Regions from separate parts of the Mus musculus genome. Here region 2 is linked to region 1. The links are chromatin contacts, called in public promoter capture Hi-C maps. All regions are on one chromosome and are shown on one strand. The core of a region is the stretch at or near the end of the contact, and the rest is flanking DNA. Distances in the headings are between cores, read along the strand shown. Region 1 overlaps Cttn (cortactin). Region 2 overlaps Ppfia1 (protein tyrosine phosphatase, receptor type, f polypeptide (PTPRF), interacting protein (liprin), alpha 1).

Region 1 (4,785 bases), core at 1,140-3,639:
CCAGCCTTCTAACCCACCCGTTGCTAGTTTTTCCTACAGTGCTGTTGTTGTTTCAGATTACTCCAAAGGTTTTGGTGGCAAATATGGGATTGACAAGGACAAGGTGGATAAAAGTGCTGTGGGCTTTGAGTATCAAGGCAAGACAGAGAAGCACGAATCCCAGAAAGGTACCTGCTGCTTCCTTCCTCTAGCCAGCCCCTCCCAGGATCACAGGCGTGGCCACAGGAGAAGAGAAAAACAGGCTGTCACCTACAGTGGTCAGCCTAAGGCGGCCGGTCCCAGCCCATGGGAACTCACACAGTGGCCTCAGCTTTGACCCCAAGCCCCAGTGTTGCTTGTAGCAGTGTCCTGTCACGCACGTCTGCCTGTGTGTGATGAGACCTCCATGCCTCGAGGGCCGCATGCATTGGCCCTGCCTGTTGAACCGCACTCCTAAGATGCGATTATCTTGAGGAGGGCCTCTCATGGGTGTCAGCCAGGGTCCAGTGAAGTGTGTCTTCTTGCATCTGAAACCCACCTCCTCTTTGTCCTGGGCTGTGCAGTAATGCTGGGGTATGGCTTTCTGTTGTGCATGCAGACTATGTAAAAGGCTTTGGAGGAAAGTTTGGTGTGCAGACAGACAGACAGGACAAGTGTGCCCTTGGCTGGGACCATCAGGAGAAGCTGCAGCTGCATGAATCCCAAAAAGGTACCTCCTCTAGCCCCACTCCCTGCTTTCTTCAGGGCCCTCTGGGACGCTCGTGTCGTCCCTCGGTGGGTCACGTGCTTCATGTCAGCCGCGTTTCTGTCTTGAGTTTTGTTCTCACGATGTGAAGTTGTCCATGTCTCCACTAGTTCCAGAAGTCCCCATAGGCAGCAGGGGGATAGGGTGATCCGTCCCATCTCACCCCATGCCAAGGCTGCAGCCCCTGGGAGCCTGGTTACTGCGGCACCCTTGGAGGGGTCCTTTGTCCTCCAGGTTCCTGGGTTCTCCTTTATAAGGTGGGCTCTGATATGTGGAAGGCACACTTTTTTTTTTTTCTTTTTTGGTTTTTCGAGACAGGGTTTCTCTGTGTAGCCCTGGCTGTCCTGGAACTCACTTTGTAGACCAGGCTGGCCTTGAACTCAGAAATCCGCCTGCCTCTGCCTCCCTAGTGCTGGGATTAAAGGCGTGCACCACCACGCCCGGCTTGAAGGCACACTTCTTTCTGCAGTTCTGGAGATAGAACTCCAGGAACTGGTCTGTGCTGGGCAGGGTCTGTATCTGAGTCTCCCTCAAATCCTTGCACACTTCTGTTCTAATTAGGAATTTTTCTTGTCACAGTGGGAACTCTGTCCCAGGGAAAGCTGGTTTGAGGAGGGTAAAACCCTGTAGCTGTATTCAGCCGTCCCTTCAGGCAAACCTTGAAGCCTGGAGTAGCTTTAACTAAACTTTACCATCCAGTTCTGATCCTGCTTCTGCGTCTCAGCTGAAGTCTACTGACCTTAAGTTTGTTTGTTCCTTTACGCTTTGGTCAATGTTAGATCAACAGGCCCAGATCAGAGGTCTGAACATGACGTACTGGACCAGTGCGCGTGTTCCCGTGATTCTAACCTAGCTGTCTCCTCTCTCGGTCATGCTCCTCACTGTCTCCCGTGGATCTCCAGACTATAAGACTGGTTTCGGAGGCAAATTTGGTGTTCAGTCCGAGAGGCAGGACTCCTCCGCTGTGGGGTTTGATTACAAGGAGAGATTGGCCAAGCACGAGTCCCAGCAAGGCACAGTTCCCCCCCACCCCCACCCCCCCACCAGCCCTTGCAGTGCAGCTGACTTGGAGCAGACTTCAGGGTTTACCGCAGTGCCTGTGACAGTTCCCTGTGCCGCCAGCTGCCAGCGATGGCCTCCACTCAAGTGTCATGCTAGAGCAACATCCCGGAGCTTGGTCCTTTTCCTCCCCCACCCCACCCCTGTTCTTTTTTTCCCTCCAGCCTTCTGGGTTGAGGTTAGGAGGCACTCTGCAGGCCAGGTTGGTATAGTATCTGCAGGGAACACCTCTGGCCTCATCGCTGCAGACCCCCAGCGCTGACTCTCTGACCCATAGGGAGTTGGGTTTGCTTCTCTCAGACCTGATGTTAACCACACACTGGGGTGGTGGAGAATGAAAGATGTGTTTCATGTGCTCCCTGTGTCTTTGTTTACAGAGGTGTGGATTTTTGTTGCTGTTTTTTGTTTTTTGTTTTTGTTTTTGTTTCTTTTTGGCCAGGTATACAAGGTTTTATGTGTGTGTTTGTTTTGGTTTTTGGCCACACGGACTTGTGTGTAGTATCTGTCTCCACCCAGAGCCTTACCCTAGTGCACACTGTGTGTGGCTGATACTGGCAGGTGGAGGCATGCCCTGGGGATCTCAGAAGCTATTGCAGTTTTTCTCTTTGAGAGGTCAGACCTGGTTCCCAGAGCCAACCTGGTTCCTAGAAGCTGAGCACCCAGGCAGAGGCCTGTGACTCCCTGGATCAGGGTGGACTGTGGGCTCCCAGATGCCATCAGGCCCAGAGTGAATGTACTTGGTGCTGGCCCAGCAGATTGTGTGGAGGTGGCCATTGGTTCCTGTGATGTCAAGGCTGCATGACTGTCACTTTCATGTGTTTGTGTGTGGCAGCAACAGACATACTTGTCTGGTGGCATTTCCACACAGAGTTTTTGTTTTGTTTTGTTTTTTGTTTTTTCTTTTAAAAAGCAAGAGAACAAACCACGATGGGGCCTCTAATTAGTGCCCAGTAGAGCAGGCGCCCAGGAAGCAGATGAGAATAAGGCCCTGGCTGGTGCGAAGACTGTGCTATAGAAGTGTGCACTGCAAAGGCCTGTCCTGTGTCCTCCCTCCTTGGCTTCCTTCCCGCTGGCCTGCCGCCCATCCCCTCCCTGTCCCCATTCCTGGAAGCATGCCCACACCTCTCCTACTCCCTGCCTGCACTGGGCACTGTGGTTAGACAGCTGGCTCTGCCAGGAGAGCCTGTCCTCGGGCAGCTTTCACGTCCCTCCGCTCTGGTCTGTGTCCCCGGGCTGTTTGTGGATCCATGCGCATGTGCCTGCCACTGCTCGCCCATCCTCAGCCTCACGTAAGTCTCACCTTTACCACCTTTTAGACTATGCCAAAGGATTCGGCGGGAAGTATGGGGTGCAGAAGGATCGGATGGACAAGGTAAGACTGGTGAGCCATGGTGGGGATGTCTTCCGAGGGCCGTTGGCTCACTACATGGAGGTCTGTCCAGTGACATTAGGTATATCATTCCATGGCTCTGGAGTGGCCACCTGGGAACCCTGCATACCTCATGTGGCACACTGTGGGTTCATTCTGTTTCACATGTGGGGCTGAGGCCAACCAAGCTGAGTACTTGGTCACAGCACAGCAGTTAGCAGGAGGGATCTTGGGTGAAATTGAGGCACTTGATACAAGGGTCTTGGGACCTATTTGACCTTTTTTTTTTTTCTGACGCTTTATTTATTACGTATACAGTGTTCTGCTTGCATGTGTGCCTGCACACCAGAAGAGGGCACCAGATCCCATTATAGATGGTTATGAACCACCATGTGGTGCTGGGAATTGAACTCAGGACCTCTGGAAGAGCAGCCAGCAAGTGCTTTTAACCTCTGAGCCATCTCTCCAGCCTGACTATTTGAACTTTTTTTTTGTTTGTTTGTTTGTTTTTTTTTTGTTTTGTTTTTTCGAGACAGGGTTTCTCTGTATAGCCCTGGCTGTCCTGGAACTCACTCTGTAGACCAGGCTGGCCTCAAACTCAGAAATCTGCCTGCTTCTGCCTCCCGAGTGCTGGGATTAAAGGTGTGCGCCACTACTGCCTGGCTTGAACTTTTAATTATTAGCAGAAAGCCAGGCAAAAACCAGTTCTCAGAATTGCTTAGTGGCCACATTTAGTCACTGTCTGTTACCACAGACGGGGGAACTGGACTACTTACTAGTCTTGTTGCAGTGGGCCAGCACCTGGGACATCCTGGGCCTTAGCCTGCCCTTTTTCACTTTTTCCTTCAGATAGGGTCCTGCTGTGCCACCCAGGCAGGCCTGGGACTTGAGGTGCTTCTGCCTCGGCCTTCGGGGTCTGGCATTGGTGGCCAGTGCCATCCTGTCCAGCTTTGTCTTTTAGTCATGAAAGCGTGTTCCTGTGGTAACAGATTGCTCCTTCTCTCCAGATCCCCTCATCAGCCTGTTGTTGCTTTTAATCAGTTCCAGAACCCTGTAAGGTCAGCTGTGAGCTGGTGAAAGTTGTTTTTCTAGTATGTCAGCCAGTGGTGGGGAAAGCTATTGCTAGACAGCTCTGTGGGTTCTCCAGTGGTCTGGCAGGGGCTGCTTTCCTCTGCCTGAGGTGAGCTGCATACTCTCAACTGCACAGATGCCAATGTTCCTTCCTGCCCTTGACTGTGGTCACACATGGCGTGCCTGGGTCATCCCCTGAGTTGTTCTTCCTTTAGACTCAGCTCACTGTGGTTGGCTTCATCCTGGGCATCTCCCAGGTCACCAGGGTATCTCACAGGAGACCCCTAGAGCAAAGCTGGTGGCTTGTGCTAACTGGCCCTGAGGAAGCAAGATGAACTGAGTTTAAGAATGATGATATGTAGTCAGGTGGTGTGCACACCTTGAATCCCAGTACTCAGGTTGCAGAGGCAGGCAGATCCCTGAGTTCAAGGCCAGTCTGATCTACAGAGAGTTTCAGGATAGCCAGGCCTTTACAGAGAAACCCTGTCTCCAAAACAAAAACAAACTCATTGTGTGTATGCATGTATATGTGTATGTGCCACCAAGTATACTTGGTAGTCAA
Region 2 (4,785 bases), core at 1,091-3,590, 78 kb before region 1:
GGACAGACGTAAGCCAGTATTCCCCAGAGTTCTATGGGCTACACCAGCAAGTGATGCAGACCCAATAAGGGGCCTGCAGGAACCCTTAACATATAGGTCACAACCTGGAGCTGTGATACTTAGCTGTGTTCAGGGGCCTAGGCTAGGGTATATATAGTCTTGTGGGGTGGAGCCCACCTGTGGAATCTGGTGCTGTATCTGGGTAGGCCTTGTAGAGTCAGATGGAATTGGGAACCCAGATAGTGTGTGCTGGAGAAATGCTTTGTGTGTGAAGAATACTCCCCCACTGGTGTGGGAAGTGTTGAGTGATGTGTGTGTGAGAATAGGAAGAACTCCATGTGTTTTCCTGTCTTCACTGGCCAACGAGACTAGCATTGTGTTATTTTACCAGAGGAATGGCAAGTTACTCAGGGCTTTCCCTCAGGTTGGCAGCCTCTCAGGCCCACAGAGCACAGACACTCACTGTTACTTCCCACACCTACACGCTGTTTCATGCTTGATGTTCCATTGCTGACAGTACCACGAGACATGGCCTCTCTGTTAGGACATGACAGCAGTTTGTGAGGCACATGCCTAGGGATGACCCACAGGTACAGCGGACAGTTTCTTTGCAAGATAGAATGTCACAGGGTGCCCAGGTGCTTCACCTAAAGATTGGGCTGTTGAGTAGAAAAAACAGTTGTTGTTATTCTATGGGGAGACTTAAATACATGTGGTAGAGCTATAGGTGATGTGTCTATATGGAAACAACATGCATCTGGAATGTACTGTCTCATCTCTGACTCCCGCAGACCCGTGTATTTCAATAGGTCTGAAAGGCTGAGCTGGAAGCTAGTGCTGGCCATTCAGTCTGTGGTTTGTGGTGAGGTGATCAGAGGAGGAGCTTCTCCTCAGACTCCTGCAGTGGGCACTGAGGGCTGTACTGTGGGCACTAGCACTAGTGCAGTGGGCACTAGCTGTACTGTGCATGTGATGGCTAAGAAGAGTCAACTTTTTTTAAAGATGTATTTCATTTATATGAGTTTATATGAGTACACTGTAGCTGTCTTCAGACACACTAAATGAGGGCATCGGATCCTATTCCAGATGGTTGTGAGCTACCATGTGGTTGCTGGGAATTGAACTCAGGACCTCTGGAAGAGCAAGCAACCAATGCTCTTAACCTCTTAACCCCTAAGCCATCTCTCCAGCCCAAGATTCATCTTTTTTTTTTTTTTTTTGAGACAGGGTTTCTCTGTGTAGCTTTGGCTGTACTGGAACTCACTCTGTAGACCAGGCTGGCCTCAAACTCAGAAATCCGCCTGCCTCCCAAGTGCTGGGATTAAAGGCGTGCACTACCACCACCCGACTCATCTTTGATACCAAATACAACTCATTTTAGGCTTATGGTTGTTTGCTGTGCTATAGTAGATACTATTCCCTTCTGTCTCTAGTGCTAGAAGAGAGCTTTAAAAAGGCAGATACTGCAAATCAAGAGAAATTATGCTGGCATGCAAATGAGTTAAGGACATTGTATACATGTTTTTAGAAGTAGTGAGGCAGCCAGGCATAATGATGGTATATGCCTGTGATCCCAGTACTCAGATGGAGGTAGGAGGATCAGGAGTTCAAAGTCATTCTCTACTATAAAGTGAGTTTGAGACCAGCTTGGACTGTGTGTGCCATTTGACTCAGAACCAAAACACACACAGAAGGAAAGGAAAGAGGAGACAGCGTAAGGCAGCTCTTTAGGTGCTAGGCTGTGGACTAGACCATTGGCTTGCAGCTGACCCAGTGCAGAGTACCATTCCTCACATGCACGAACACTTATGACTATACATGACTTTTAACTTTTTCATTAAAACATAGCAAGTCTTTTCTGTAGGTTATAACTGCATTGGAGAGTGACAGTAAAGTCGATGTGTTCAGTGCTCTGTGATTCATGGCAGTGGCATTGACAAAGCACATGTCCCTGACTTGCTCCGTTTCTAGTTGTGTGGCATAGTAGGGCGAGTATTATTTTGGTAATGTTTGAAGTATGACTTCTTTTGTCATCAGAGAAGCTGAGTTCCACGCATAGTCTTTAAAAATCAGTGCGGTGCCATAGTTCTGCTATAAGATGTACGGGGAATTAACTGAGGATAACTTTACAGATCCTACACGCTGGCACACAACAGTCACACTAGCTCCTTATTAACCACAGTGCCCTCAGGGATAATAAAAGAAGAAAGATGTTGGCTCATCAGGAATGACCACTTGCCAGGAGTGAGGAAATGTCCCAGCTGCTGAGCCCAGACTGTTGGTTAGCCATAGATAGGCCAAGGCCATACCAAGGCTTTCAGGCTGCCCTCCCACAAAGCTGTTTGAGGTTAGGAGTCCAGAACACATTCTCCTCAGTTGCTGGCCAGAAGCTGAGAAAGGAGTGTGTTCAGCCCTGATCCCCGTGTTTGAAACTGCTTCCTGGCCCTTCTGTTCCTCTTGGCAATCAACCAGATCTGACTGGCTATTGCTTCTTGTCTTTTGTGTGTAGCTATGCTGAGCTTGAGTCCATATGTGTATGAATGTTTGCTTGTATGTATGTAAGTGCACTGCTTGCATGCCTGGTGCCCTCAGAGGCCAGGAGAGGGTGCCAGATCCTTGGAACTGAGAGTTTCTAGGACAGCTATAAGTCATTGTGTGGGTGGGTGCTGATAACTGATCCCAGTTCCCCTGAAAGCAGCTAGTGCTCTTAACTGCTTTGCCATCTCTCTAGTCCCTATATTCAGGTTTTGATGGGTCAGTTTAGGTCCTAACGGACTCCTTAGCATGGAGCCAGGATAGAGTCAGCTCCAGAAGACAATCCAGGTCTGTGACCATTGATGGGCCAGCGTCTAGTGCTGGTTGAGAGGAGAGGCTGAGATCCTTGGGTTTTAAAGGGTATCTAACCTTGAGAACAGTTTGTGAGCTGTGAAACCCTGAATCCTGGCTGTTCTTGAAGACTTTCTTAGCACAGACCAATCATGGCAAGTGCAGGGTGGAGATCCAGGACTGTTCCCTGAGTGCCAGCAACTGTGCCACATGTGTCAGGAGTCTTGTTTGGCAAAAATGCTGCCTCTGCCACAAAGAAGAGTGACCTGAAGGGACTTCAGTGACTTCATCTCCGTCAATAACAAAGTCAGCCATTGTATCTCCAGTCAGTTAACCTGGGTCCCCTTAGGAGTCACAGTGCCACATGAAGGGGTGATGGGCTGCCTGTCAAGCTAATGGACTAGCAGTTCCACTGCCTGGCAGTCAAGTGGCACATGTGTGTCATTTTCATGGGATTGTGCAGTCTTGGACCCTGGGTAGAATAAAGAATCTTCACATGTATCCTGAAGGTAAATAAGTATGAAGGAGGAACTTGTGTGATGTACCTGAGATCAGAAAGGCCTTTTCTAACATGGATGGGTAATGAGCTACCTAGGGAAGCTTTCAGAACAAGCCAGGTGCAACTATCAAAAGTGTTGACTCAGGAGGGGGAGGCCCAGGAGTTGCCAGTTGCTTTTCTGCACAGGACATCTCTATTCGTAGGTCATATCATGTTACCTGAAACCTAGTGTTGAAACCAGAGCCCAACCAGATGGTATCATGTTTCTTCCAGGCAGCATCTCCTTTGATGGTGGGATCTTTTGTGCCCTCACCATCACTTGGGCATTGCACACTGGCTAATCAGACCTGGTGGTAGACGTTCTGTTCTGAGAACTGAGCTTCTGCCTGCTGGAACACTTAGGCCAGCAGGAAGGTGCACAGATCAGAGGCTAGGAGGCTGGCTTTGCTAGCACCCAGTAGGGGAAGTTGAGGAAGAGCTCTGTAGGAAGTGTACAAATTTTGAACTGTAGGGTAGCAGCAGCTGCTCTGGAGTAAGTAGACTTGTGAATCTGAGGCAGAGGACCAGTAGGAGGTCATGTTCAGAAGGGGGGGCAACAACAGTATGAGGAATGTGGGCTTTCCTGTGGCCAGTGTGCTGACCATGGAGCAGGGATTACTGCTGGAGCCACCACTCCTCTGTACTTGGAGGGCTCATGCTACCTGGCAGTGAGTAGTGAGGGACCTGTGTACATGCTTATTAACTTTATGTTCAATGGCATTGAGGTGTCTGACAGAAGCCATCTAGGAAAGGCTAGGACAAGCAAGTGAGTTCCTGGAGATGGCCCACAGTTTTGCGTGGCCATAATGGGTGCACTCTGGAGAGGCACAGCCCCGGATACTTGGTCCCAGGATTGCTTCTTGCTGCTGATAATGATTTCTGGGGGCTTTCTTGTAAATCAATATGAAGATGAATTTTCATGAATTAATGCTGTTTAGATGACTTAATGACTTTATAGAATTAAAATAATTTTAGGAAGAAAGTTTAAGGACATAGTTGTAGTTTTGCCAGAAAGATATAATAAAGTTAGAATCAAGAATAGAATGTGCCCCCTCCTATACAATAGTAAGTAAAGGCTGCATAATAAAAAATACAATGAGCTTTCATAAATTACACTAAGAAGAGAAACAGGCTTGGGGCAGATTTGTGATCAAGGAAAAACATTCATTCTAGATTACATCCAAAAATGAAGCCACAGGGTTGCACTATGATAAACCGAGGCCACGTGAAACTGTTGCTTTGAACTTATACTGCGCTTATAGAATGAAACACTGCTTTGAACTTATTATCGACATCCTTCTGTTACTTTTCTTTGGTGTAGCATTTATCTATGAGCTAATTTTATAAGAACTTTTTTTTTAATCTAAAAAGGTATAAAAAGGCTAAGAGGAAAAATAAAGTTTTGGCTGTTGAGGCTCTGC

The links. Capture Hi-C pulls out chosen DNA fragments and counts their contacts.
Region 2: a promoter capture Hi-C map of liver shows a contact between it and region 1. The contact joins two enhancer-like sites. A contact is called at or near these places in 4 of 484 Hi-C or Micro-C datasets (granulosa cells, liver, myocytes and 1 more), 1 of 115 datasets of contacts at active chromatin or transcription factors (embryonic stem cells) and 3 of 9 other capture datasets (adipose tissue, liver and pancreatic islet).

Annotation. Positions count from the first base shown.
Region 1 is chr7:144,447,930-144,452,714 of GRCm38.p6, reverse strand. It overlaps Cttn (cortactin), which reads left to right. Exons shown (of 18, transcript NM_007803.5): 9 at 57-167; 10 at 578-688; 11 at 1,627-1,737; 12 at 3,100-3,155. Among named protein-coding and RNA genes, the nearest start is that of Gm34561, 19 kb to the right of the region's middle. Within about 2 kb of position 2,389, at least 64 of the 459 cell types and tissues checked have an H3K27ac peak or open chromatin away from gene starts, as enhancers often do. A contact at or near this core is called in granulosa cells and liver, where this site is marked.
Region 2 is chr7:144,525,601-144,530,385 of GRCm38.p6, reverse strand. The region is part of intron 2 of Ppfia1 (protein tyrosine phosphatase, receptor type, f polypeptide (PTPRF), interacting protein (liprin), alpha 1); the gene reads left to right. Among named protein-coding and RNA genes, the nearest start is that of Ppfia1, 26 kb to the left of the region's middle. Within about 2 kb of position 2,340, at least 43 of the 459 cell types and tissues checked have an H3K27ac peak or open chromatin away from gene starts, as enhancers often do. A contact at or near this core is called in granulosa cells and liver, where this site is marked.